Linked DNA regions of Mus musculus: region 1 is linked to region 2. Evidence: chromatin contacts called from public Hi-C data. All regions are on one chromosome and are shown on one strand. The core of a region is the stretch at or near the end of the contact, and the rest is flanking DNA. Distances in the headings are between cores, read along the strand shown. Region 1 overlaps Lhpp (phospholysine phosphohistidine inorganic pyrophosphate phosphatase). Region 2 overlaps Acadsb (acyl-Coenzyme A dehydrogenase, short/branched chain).

The links. A called contact is a pair of places that touch in the nucleus more often than the background predicts.
Region 1: a contact with region 2 is called in a Hi-C map of the G1E-ER4 cell line, with 4 times the contacts expected there. The contact joins two enhancer-like sites. A contact is called at or near these places in 5 of 484 Hi-C or Micro-C datasets (the G1E-ER4 cell line, cortical neurons and embryonic fibroblasts) and 1 of 9 other capture datasets (embryonic stem cells).

Annotation. Positions count from the first base shown.
Region 1 is chr7:132,637,076-132,643,452 of GRCm38.p6, reverse strand. It overlaps Lhpp (phospholysine phosphohistidine inorganic pyrophosphate phosphatase), which reads right to left. Exons shown (of 7, transcript NM_029609.1): 4 at 1,866-1,929; 5 at 874-966. Among named protein-coding and RNA genes, the nearest start is that of Lhpp, 30 kb to the right of the region's middle. Within about 2 kb of position 2,147, at least 17 of the 459 cell types and tissues checked have an H3K27ac peak or open chromatin away from gene starts, as enhancers often do. A contact at or near this core is called in the G1E-ER4 cell line, where this site is marked.
Region 2 is chr7:131,423,265-131,429,340 of GRCm38.p6, reverse strand. It overlaps Acadsb (acyl-Coenzyme A dehydrogenase, short/branched chain), which reads right to left. Exons shown (of 11, transcript NM_025826.4): 2 at 4,710-4,869; 3 at 3,466-3,566; 4 at 706-912. Among named protein-coding and RNA genes, the nearest start is that of Acadsb, 16 kb to the right of the region's middle. Within about 2 kb of position 4,215, at least 11 of the 459 cell types and tissues checked have an H3K27ac peak or open chromatin away from gene starts, as enhancers often do. A contact at or near this core is called in the G1E-ER4 cell line, where this site is marked.

The sequences.
Region 1 (6,377 bases), core at 898-3,397, 1.2 Mb before region 2:
TTTGTGGCTGTGGCTAAAATGCCACGTTTAAAAAGAAATATTGTAATATGAAAGGATACAACAGGTCTGAGATTATTTTAAAAATATGACAGTAAAGCCAGGCCATGGTGGAACAGCCTTTAATTCCAGTACTTGGGAGGCAGAGGCCAGTCTCATCTATAGAGTGAGTTCCAAGATAGCCAGGGCTACACAGAGAAACCCTATCTAAACAAACAAATAACCCACAAAAAAAACCCAAGAGAGTAAAAAATCCGTTCTGGGGCTAGGGAGATGATAGGGCTCACTGGGAAAGGAGCCTGCTGTACACGCACGAGGATCTGAGTTCTAATCCCCAGACCCATGGGAAGGTGGGCACAGCACTACACATCCGTGATGCCAGGAATCCTATGTTGAGATGGGAGGGAGAGACAGGAGAATCCCTGGAAGCTCAATGGTTAGCCACCCTGACATCTGCAGCAGTGAATAAGCTCTCAAAGAGAGAGCAAGGCAAGCACTAACAACCAAGGCTGTCTTCCGCCCTCCACATGCACACTGTGGCACATGTGTGCCTGTGACTTATACACATGTACATGTACACGCACATGGAAAGCAAGGAAGGAAAGCATTAGTATTTTAAAGGACAAAAACAATTCGAAGTGAAGACTCTGTGTGACCCAGTTGTTGGGCTGCATGGTAAGAAACTGTCTCCTTCCTCACGGTGAGAAACGATCGGGGCCAGCAGGATGGTTCAGCGGGTGTTAGCACTTGCTGCTGATCCTGTCAACCTGAGTTTGGTTCCCGGAACCCACACAATCTCATACCCCAAATAAGTATATAAATAAGTAAATGTCGTTTTAAACATGTAAAGAAGAAAGGAAATTCTGCTGTGCCTACCTGGTGGGCTTCCACCCCTATGGCTTGTAGAGCAGACTTGAAGAACTCAGGGGAGGGTTTCCCCACCACTTCAGCCTTGATACCACAGGCATACTGGCAAAGAGAAGACACAGTATGAGTTTCAGATCAGGAACACGGGAGTAGACACACATGGAAAGACTGACCGCCTCATGATGATCAGGATGCCATGGGCCTCAAACCCTCTCACAGGCAAGCGTGTCACAACTCCACAACAGGCTGCTGCCTAGAATGCTTAGGACACCTACCTCCAGCTCTGCCGCCTACTTCAAGAGTGCCCACAGCAAGTGGCATACCTTACCTAGCAGAACCACGAGTCTCCCAAGGGACAGGAGACCAAGGCTCTCATTTGCCTGTTCAGCTACAATCCCATCTCTTGCCTCTCCCTGCTACCCACCTCCAAGTAGATCAAAGGCCCTCCTAAGTGTGTCTAGGATTCAATCCACCCACCTGCTCACCCTTCTCGCCTGGGCACAGGTGGACAGGGGCTGCTACTATTGTGGAGCTGGGACATGGTCTAGCAGGAATCTGGGCAGGGGTAACTGACAGGCCAGTCACAGTGGACTCTGGAGGTCTTGCCACAGAAGGCTTTATAACCTGGAAAGTCATCTCAGGAGAGGAGTTGGGAGGACACACAGCCTGAGGGGTTACAGGGCTGGGAAGGAAGCAGGTGATCTGAAGAGACACTAAAGCCATGAGTCAGAGTGGTGAAGAGCATGCTGGGAAAGAGCACCCAGAGGTTGGCTGGGGGTCAGAGGGATGACACATACATACATAATGACTGTGTGATGATCAAGATAATGGACCCTAACTGCTGCCTGAGGAGAGACCTCCATTACTTCCACAGAGGAGACGGGGGTGTGGCTCAAGCCCCACACAGGATGCTCCACTCAGAAACATGAGAGGCTACTTGTCTATAAAGTACACCATCTTCTCCAGAAAGCCAGGGCCTGGGGCAGCACCAGGGCAGGTACCTCGAGCGCCTTCATGTAACCTCCAACGTCCAGCATCAGGCCAGAGGTCTCCTTGTAATAGCGTCTGCAAGAGAGCACAAGGGAAGGGGGTTCACAGAGAGCCACAGGTGCAGGCCAGTCCCGATGCCATGCTGAGAGTAACCGACAGAGGCCACATGGCAGAAGCAGAGGGCCAGCGGCAGTGGGGCATCATGGGTCATTCAGCCACTAGCCCCCTGCTGCTGGCCTTGTAGGGACCCCTACCACAATGATTAACCAGGAACCCAAGGGGGACAGATGGATCCCGTTACTAACACAGAGGAAGACAAGTGACCCGTGTTTCGGGAAGGGACGGCAGCCCCCCCAGAGCATGTGCTGACTCCCTAATTGCTAATAATTAACCCCTAACTGCTGCCTGAGGAGAGTGCTCCATTAGTTCCACAGCAGCCTGCGACATCCCTATTAGCTGGGGTCAGGCAAGGTGCCAGGTTTCACAGGCACCAGCTGCTTCCTTGAGACAAGAATGTCTTCCCAACCTCCCAGAGACAGCGCAGGCTCAGCTCCTCGGAGGGTTCCTCGGTTTAGCCCCAGTGCTTAGACCCACAGCCCATCCACATCAGACCAAGGCCTCCCTCGAGGTACATAAGAGTCCTAGCTGCAATGTCATCCATTTCTGGGGCTCTCTGAGCAAAGCCACGTGACCAAGGAGGCAAGAAGGTGGCTTAGCCATCACCCTCCAGAGATGAGGTTCACTGAAACCCAGAAAATGGCACAGGAATCCAAGTTCTGAGTTATTAGGGGAGTCTGAGCACCCACGTCAGTCTTCCCTTCCTTCTCCGTCCAGGGGACATTAACTCAGCATGCGAGCTGAGGATCCGAGAACAGGGGATGTAGGCTGTCTTCAATACTGAAATTCCTTCTCTGATTTCTAAAAGTGACTTTGCTCTATGTAAGCCTTTAGACCTCAGCTTCCTCGCCTGTGACATAGTCAAAGCAATCAAAACCACCCATATCTAGGGCAAAGTAACACACTACATAAACAACACCATTCCTTACACAATGCCTAGAACACAAACACCACTCACCAAAAGACTGGAGACGACTACTATAAACAGCTGCTCGTGGAGCTAAGACAGAGGCCCTGAGATAGGAGGCTCAGTGGTAAAATAATACAAGCCCCAGGCCTGGTGGGGTCACTCCTGTAATCCAGCACTCAGGAGGCTGAGGCAGGAAGATTGTGAACTCTAGGTCAGCTGAGGATACATAGCAGATCCGATCTCACGAATGTCTTTTCTTTTTCACCTTTCCATGTGCATGTGCTGGAACACGGTCCAGGAATGGAGTCACGTGAGAACGCTGAGTGCTTGTGAGAAAATGCCAAGAAAACAAGACAAGACTCTATGACCTCAATTTCTTCAAAACATGGAATTATTCTTGGAAAGTGTTTTGTGCTCCTCCCAGGTATAGCGGCTAGGAGTGAGGTTACTTCCAATACTCATTCTTGCTTGCTGTTGTTACTCAATTAGACATTGAAGCCATACTTGATAAGCCTCTATGGAGAATGTATTTTTGCCACGTGTAGCTTGTTCTCATGATTGTATGCAGCTTTCAAACTCATGAAAACGTTACTCATGTGATTTCTCTTAACCCTCAGAGTATAAATTGTCAGATGCTCTGAATAACGTAGGCAATTGCATGTGGCTTTAGTCTGACTCGTTCCCCATCCTCCTAGTCCCACGGTCTCTAGAGCAGTGACATGTATGTGTGGTGCATGTGTGCACACATGCAGAAGCCTGAGGCTACGTGTCAAGCTCCCTGGGCCACTTTTGCACTGTAATTTTGGGGGGAAGTAGTGTCTCAGTCAAACTCAGGGTTTGCTGATAGCACTAGTCTTGCATCAGCCATCCTTCTCTTAGAATATCCCATCTCTACCAGCCTGGAAGTACAGGCAGTCTGCTACACCAGCTGGCATTTATGTGGGTCCAGGGTATCCAAACTCCAACCCTCTTGCTTGCATGCCAACAACCTTAACCACTAAGTCATCTCTGAAGCCCTGAAGAAATTTTCTTAAAAGGCTTCTTGGGGCTGACAAGGTGGCTAAGTGAGTAGAACACTTGCCAAGCAAGCATGAGGACCTTCAGTTCCCCAGAACCCACATGAAGCCAGGCCTGGTAGCATGTGTCTGCAGTCCCAGCACTCCTGCGACAGATGAGAAGCAGAGACAGACAAAGCCCCAGAAACCAGCCTGGCAAACAACAAAGAGACCCTGTCTCAAACATGGTAGAAGATAAAGAGTGATTCCCGAGGTTGTCCTGTGACCTCTACATGCATACACCCTGGCATGAGCACACCTACACTTATAAACAAACATGCAGGTAGGCAGGCAGACACAGGAAGACAGACAGACAGACAGACAGACAGACAGACACACACACACACACACACACACACACACACACCTGTGACCTCAAACATGCTTACCCTGGCACGAGCATGCTTACACTTACTGACACACAGGCAGGCAGCAGGCAGGCAGGCCCGCACGCACATACCCAGGCATTCATGCATGCGTACACACACAGCTTTATTTTTTTTCTATTGTTACAATAAACTATAATGCCTATTTCCTTAGCCAGGTCCAGAGCTTCAAAGAACTGGAGAAGGATAAACAGTATTTGTCCAGCAGAGGGAGCCATTGGTGCTGGAGCTGCACTGTCTGGGTGGCAGGTGGCTTAGTCTCAGTCCAGGACTCTATGAAGGGCTCAGGGACCTGCACGACCTGGGACCTGGCACCTGGCATGCACCCCTGGCTCCCAGCATAGAAGAGATGCAAAAAGACTCACAGAGAAACTGTGAGAGCAAAGATGGTGAGCTGCGCGAGTAAGTGACAGAGAGACAAGCTGTGTCCTGAGGGGAGGCGGCTCACATGGAGCGAGGGGAAGGAGTCCGAAGACCGAGGGAGCACTTTGGGATCACTAGAGCACCTGATGGGCTTCACACTAGGCCACCTCCAAACCCACAGATGGGCCATCTTCCTTGCACACGGGCCCAGAGGCTACAACTCTTGCTCAGAGGAAGCTCCCAGGAGAAGGAGAGGGTGGGCAGAGGTGGGTTGGGCAGAGGACAGAGCAGGGACAGACCTAACTCAGCTCAGAGGCGTTTGCCAGGAAGCAAACAGAAACTTCTACAACACAACTGGAACAGGCGCAGCTGTTTCTCAGCCGAGGATTCTGGGGATTTCCAAGCTGCCCTGGGGACAGATGGATACAGGATCCCGGAGACTGGGTGGATGGAAACAGGCCCCTCTCATTTAGAAACGGCACCCCTAAGGAGTCCTCGAACCACAGCTCTGCTGGCCCCAGATCTAGAAGTTTATTCGAAAGTAAAAAGGACTTCAGGTTATCTGGACTCACCAAAGCCCGGCCTTCTGAGCCAGAGGAGAAGGAGTCTCGGGAATCAAAATGGAAACCTTGCCCCCCCCCCCCCTCTCAACAAGCGGAGGCTTGTTTTTGAAACAGGCTCTTAACTATGTAGCCCGGCTAGCCTGGCATTCTTTATGTAGACCAGGCTGGCCTCCAACTCACAGAGATCCTTCTGTCTCCACCCCCAAGTCCTGGAACTACAGGTGTACGCCACCACCTCCGTTTATATGGTGCTGAGAATGGAACCAAGACCGAGAGTCTCACACATGCTACCAACAACAAGCTACTTACCCTCTCACCCCTGCCCATTCTCTTTCTTACTTTTTTAAACTGAATCTGGGCTGCTTTTTATAGAGCCCACAATTTCTCTATTTCTTACTCATTTAGGAAATCAAAAATCTACCTGAAGCCAACTGTTGGCCGTAAACACTTTAAGGGAAATAGCGAACAGGCATCTTAAATGTATGTCCCTTCACTAGTGACAGGATATAGTCTTCTTTTCTTTCTGGCACCGTGTGGCCCACTGCAGGAGAGCCCGGGGGGCCCTCCAGCTACTGAGGGCCACTGTGGCTACTGGAGACGCAGGCCACAGTGGAAGAGCAGTCAGCTCAGATTTTATGCTTCGTTTTCCTGCCGTTTCCGATTCCTCGGTGCAGCCTCCCTGCAAAATGACCACTTGACCTCTCCCAGAAGAGCCATTAACCTCCATAGTCTGCAGAGTAAACAGCTTAATTTCCTGATGGCGCGGCATGACAGGAGAAATTACAAAGCCAATTCCCTCTCTCTGTCCGCACAGATGCCAAATGTAAATCACTCCATTTCCAGGAGAGGGGCATCCTGCCTCCTCGCACCCTCGGGGAGGCCACTCCAGCCTTGACTCTAGTGACAGGAGCTCTTCCTGGGCCTCTGGGCTACCTGGAGAGGCTGCCACTCTCAGAAAGCTGTAGAGCCCTTTCCCTAGGGTTGAAACACCCCACCTTTCACCCAAGTCAGAGTCTAGGGGGCTGGAGTCCCCACTCATACCAAATGAGTGTTACCCACGGCTGAGTGTGCCCAAATTCTCACCCAGCCAAGAGCAAGCGATTGCTATTTTCACCATCCTTTTCACCAA
Region 2 (6,076 bases), core at 2,966-5,465:
GAACTCAAGTAAAAAAATGCAGGAAGCTTGTTGTAAGCTTCAAGCCAGAAAAACAACCAACCAACCCCACAAGCTGAGATGTAATTAATTATAGCAGAAAGTGATTTCAACAAAGGTACTGGAAAATGAATTGTGATAAAAGTACTGTTGTTTCGCCGGGCTGTGGTGGTACACACCTTTAATCCCAGCACCTGGGAGGCAGAGGCAGACAGATCTCTGTGAGTTCAAGACCAGCCTGGTCTACAAAGTGAATTCCTGGACAGCCAGAAACCCTGTCTCAAAACAAACAAGCAAACAAACAAGACAACAACAAAACAAAAAATGCTGTTTTTTTGTTTGTTTGTTTGTTTGTTTGTAGCCAGGGTCTCACTATATATCCCAGGCTGTCCTGGAAGTTGCTATGTAGCCTAGTCTGGTCTCAAACGAGCAGTTTTCCTGCCTCAGCCTCTGACCACTAGAATTATAAGTATGTCTGCCATGCCTGGCTAAAAATAATTGTCTGATGATTATTTCCTAAGTTTCCACATGACAAATGAGAAGTAGAGTGTGCTTTTCTGGTAGCAGTAATTTATTGAGCATTGCTTGGTTGATGGATGGTGTTGCATTGTGGTCTCGGATAATTAAAGTCAGTATCGCAGTTACTGTTCTCCCGAAAACACCGGAACCTTAGACCCAATCCATTTTCAACAACTCATTTCAACTTACTTTTTCTGTAACCAGCTTTGGCAAATAGGTGGCCTTCTGTTCTTCTGAAGCGTGTTTTCTAAACAGGTTGTTAATTATTGTGTTCTGGATGTCACACAGGAGAGCCACCGAAGCATCCACCTTAGCTAGTTCCTCTATCACTAGGACAGAGCAGAAAAAGGAAGCTTCTGTCCCTCCATATTGTGCTTCAACTTCAATGCCCATCAGCTAAAGCAAAGACAGATGAGGAAAGATGAGGCAGGTGCGGAAAGCTATTCATACCGGGAGACTGTAAATTGTTAAACTGTAAACACATGTATGACCTGGGGCCCCTTATGCTAGGCAAGCACCTTACCACCACCCAAGCTATGGCCATAGCCTACCATATATGCATTCTGAATTTTAAATTTTTATTTATATTTTAATTTGATATAGCTATTTTGCTGTAAATAATAGTCTATAAAAATTTTAGGTTTTTTTGGTTGCTTGTTTGCTTTTCCTCTTTTTTTTTTCTTGAGAAGGATAAATTTATGTTAGAGGTTTTATTCCACTTTGGGTCTTGGATAACAATGAAAGATGCAAATGCCTTGAAGCATAAATGAACGGAATAAAAAACCTAAGTATGCACTGATAACCTTCCTTATGAAGAAAGTACGAGCTGTTTTGGTATTTCCATACTGGCCCCTCTATACTGATTTGATGTAATAAGTGAATGCATGAATGTAACCAGCTCCCAGTGAACATGTCTGCAGCTTGTAGTTGTTGGCACAGAGTCTTCCAAGCAGGTCTTTTAATGGAACCTTCTCAGCAGGGATAATGACTGCACAAGCATCTATCTGGGGCCACTTTAGAAAGTCCAAGACGGTTAGCAGACAACACCTGGTAAGTGACACACCCAACAAGTCACAGTTGCTGACACACAACACTAAATGTTGGCCGTTTGATTTCAATGTCTAAGTCTGGAACATGAAATGTCCTTAGTACTGCTCTGTGTTTAACTGTCCTTGATTTAGGAAAGGCACATGACGTATACCAGTGGTGCAAGAGCCATGTCTGGTAGCAGGAAGGGTGAAGTGTCCTTTTTCTCTAGGCTCTCCTAGAACAGCAGTGCTGAGTTAGGGCTAGGGCTATTTCAGGGTGAGGATGTAGCCAACAGAAAGGCAGAACCACAAAGGCTGAGAACTGCAATGGAGTGGGAGGGGAAGAGAACTGACAGTGATTTCCGAGTGGGAGCCATTGTTAGCAATACTGCTCCTCGATAAAGGTCACAGTTCTCTTTAATCGGAAATTTGTGGCAGGTGACTAACACAGGGACTGAGGAGTTGGGAGGCAGTTGAGCTACGATAGCAGGAGTAGTTTCAGGAGGTGGATGGTGAGTGTGCATGGCCCTGAATGCAAGCTCTACCCCAGGAGAGCAGTTTTCAAGCCTTTCAAGCCGTGAGGCCATCAAAGTCCCCACAGAAGCATGGCCAGGGATGGGGTCTGTCCATGATGACAGCAGAACTGGGCTGGGAGAAGAACCATCGGGTCTTTGTCTAACACACCAGGTGTCTGTGCGGCCCCATATGTCTCTACAGGGGATTCCATTTCCTAAGTATTTCACTGATGACAAAAAATTAGAAAAACCATCAAAAGCTGGTCACATTGAAACCAGAAGAAAGGAAATTATATGGCATGGTGCCAAAAGTTATTTTTCAATAAGGTGACGGACAAGATTTAAAAAGGTGGTACTGAATACATACTTAGTATTAAAACCAACCAACCAAACAAACAAATAAACAAACAACTCCTTTGAGCCTAAAGACAAGGGAGACACCAGGAATTAGCATGGGGATTTTAAAAGACGTGCTCCTTGGAGTTCCCACACTGGCAATGCCCTACTCATAGCCAGATTAACTCTACTTTAATCTCTTCTACATGTCATACATGGTGACAAGAGCTATGTGACAAAGACTGTGTGAATCACAAAGCTGGAAATCTGCCTAACGTGGAACTCAGATATCAGCTCTTCTTTAAGACTGACACACAAACAAGAATGCACACAGTGTCTCTGGCCTATAGTGTTTGACAGAGCTAGTCAGCTCTTAGTTGAGCTTGCCTGTGTGTGTGCTGTAGGATGGTCAGTCTGTGTGGCCTGTAGTGTTTGACGGAGCTAGTCAGCTCTTAGGTGAGCTTGCCTGTGTGTGTGCTGTAGGATGGTCAGTCTGTGTGGCCTGTAGTGTTTGACGGAGCTAGTCAGCTCTTAGGTGAGCTTCCCTGTGTGTGTGCTGTAGGATGGTCAGTCTGTAGCGCCCAGGCTTCTTCCCACCAGGTGCTAGTGGCCTTCTCCTTCACAACACTGCCAATTTAAAATGTCAATCCAGTTAGAAATCTTTAACTGTATAAAATCAACTAAGACCTTAACAGAGAAGAAACACAGATACTTTGGACTAGGAATGAGGAATTCACTAAGGTTATTATAATCCCTCAATTGAAAAGTTTGCATATATTTTAATATACAAGATGTATTTAAAAGTAGTTGGCCAACACAAAATGGACTCTGCTTTTTGTGTACTTTTTTTTGGTTTGGGTATTTTTGTCTTGTTTATTTTGAATTTTTTTTTCTTTTCTTTTCTTTTTTTTTTGAGAAAGAGAAACAGAGAGACAGAGAAAATGAAATTGGGTGGGTAGAGAGGTGGGAGAAGACAGGAGAGGGGTAGAGGAGGCAAAAGGATATAATAAAATATATTTTATAAGGATTTAAATAACAAAAGCTTGAAAGCAGAATTAAGGAACACGTACCCCTTGCTGGAACAATCCCTGGATCACCGATTTCTCCATTTTTGAGTTCTCATCCATAGAGGAAACCAGAGGAGCAACGTGCTCCTGTGCAAATTTTTTGACTGTGGGAAAAAGAATTGCTGATGAGTTTATGTTTAAATAGATAGAGTGGATATTTTTAAGTTAAGAAAGAAATAGTTCATTAACAGTTTGCTGATAAACATTTTTAATCAATAAAACACACATGACTATATTTAGGTTTTCAAGATACAAATTAAAATTTCCTTCTATAAATACAGAAAGGCCATCCCCTAACCTGCTTTGAAGCAAAAATGTAAAATACGATGGAAGGCATAAAATGAAAAATGAAAGCCTTATTCTCCTATCTTGGATTTAGAGTTCATCTCCCCAAAGGTAACTGATTTTAAACCTATGTGTTCCTTCTGAAAGCTTCTCTCCAAAGTGCATCTCTGCCCACACGCTCTACCTGCCGGCTTTCTTCTAGTACACAAAGCAACCTACGACTCACATTCAACCTCCTCCCCGCTTCCTCCTCCCATCTTATTCTTTTTGCTAGTTTTTGAGACAGGATTTCACTGTGTAGCCCTTGTTGGCCTGGAACTTCCTGAGATCAGGCTAGCCTTAGCTCACAAAGATCTACTTGCTTCTGGCTTTGCAGTTCTGAGATTAAAGGCATATACCACCATGCCAGATGCCTGCAATCTCCCTGCCTACACCTTATCTTTCTACACCAGCACATCCCATCTAACATGGACCTTTTAACAGCTGCATGACCACACCCAGGAAGGTTTCTCCACCTCGGTCCTAAGAATGCTCTGGGCTGGCAAGCCTTTGTTTCGGAGATGCTTTCCCTGTGCACTGTAGGATGGTTAGTATCATGTCCTGACTCCAGGGCTACAGAAGAGACTGTCAATGAATCAGTTTCTGGGAAGAGAGATGGGCAAACCTTAACCTGTAACCTAACCCTTTATTCTGCTGTTGTTTTTATATTACTTTTTCCAAAATATTATGTGAAAAATCCCATTTATATGACTCTAAATCCTTTGGAGGCTAAGTAAGGTTATTTGAGCCCAGGGGTTAAGGTCATCATGGGCAACACAACAACACCCTGCTTCAAAAATAAACAAATACCCTGAAGCCCCTAAACAGAGCAACCACCGCAGAGATGAGCACATCTCCCGGGCTGATGTGTGCTGTTTCCCACGACCAGAGGGGCAAGAGGGTGAAGTTGAAGGTTTGCTTACCTGTCTGCTTCATCATAATTTCCTCATCAGTAAGTGTCTGCAGAGGTGCAAAGGCTACTGCATTGTTTGTCAGACTGACTAGAGCTTCCGGTTGTGAGGATTTGAGGACACGAGGAGGAATCTTCCAAGGAGACAAGCAGGTTGGGAAGCGTCTTCTCAGCTTTAGGAACAGACCCGATTGCAGAAGACGCATACATAGAGGAAAGCAATTGGGACATTAGTTTCCTTGGGGATAACTCTATCACCCATTCTGATTGATTTATATGTATGTGTGTCTAATCTGTGTGAGTTTATTTATACCACATGCGTGCCAGTGCCAGTGGAAGAGAGATTGTGCCCCTGGAACTGGAAATTTAGATGGTTGTGAGTCATGGTATGGGTGCTGGGAACCAAACCTGGGTCCTCTGCAAGAACAGTCCACATCACTTATTCTTATAGCCTATACCCATATTCTAAAATAAGAGAGGTTAATTTAGTACATTTTAAAATTCACTTTTTTGTTGTTGTTGTTTTTCTGAGACATGGTTTCCTCTGTGTAATAGCTCTGGCTGTCCTGGGCTCACTTTGTAGACCAGGCTAGCCTCAAACTCAGAGAGATCTACTTGCCTCTGCCCCCCAAGCACTGGATTTGAAAGTGTGTGTCACCATGCCCCATTAAAGTCATTGTCTTTTAAACACATTGAAAGGTCATTGACTATTGTATGGGGCTCCTTTATCTAGCAATGAGCTATGTAAATAATCAGACCCTCTAATTAAACATTTATTTTTATTCTTTTTAATTTTGTATATGTATGTTGTGTGTATGTAGGTCTGTGCACATGAGGGCCACACAGGCCAGAGGTGTCAGATCCCCCTGGAGCTGGTGTTATGATGTGAGCCAGCTGATGAGGGTGGTGGCAACTGAATTCAGGTCCTCTGAGATGGAAAGCAGTGTGCTCTCTTCCTCTCCTCTCCTCCTCCCTCCAGGGTCTTTATATAAAGCTCAAGCTGTCCTGGAACTCTAGGCAGATCAGTCTGGCCTCAAAACTCAGAGATGCCCCTATCTCTGCCTCCTGGGATTAGGAATGTGTGTCTCTACACCCATCTTCTAGTGCATGTCCTTAACATTAAGCCATATCTCCAGGACTAGCTACCTTTTAACCCATTAGAAAACAAGTTTTTACACTGAACTCATTCTCTAAATACATTTCTCATTTCATTAACTTCTTGGATGACTCCAGTTGTGACTAACCACGACAAGAAGGGGAGACAATGCAGTATAAGGATTAAGGAGACAAGCTTTGGAGTCTAAAGGAACTAGGCTTAAACCTTAACATTGGATATATAATAGCCATACCATTTTGGCCAGTGATTTCATTGTTTTTTTT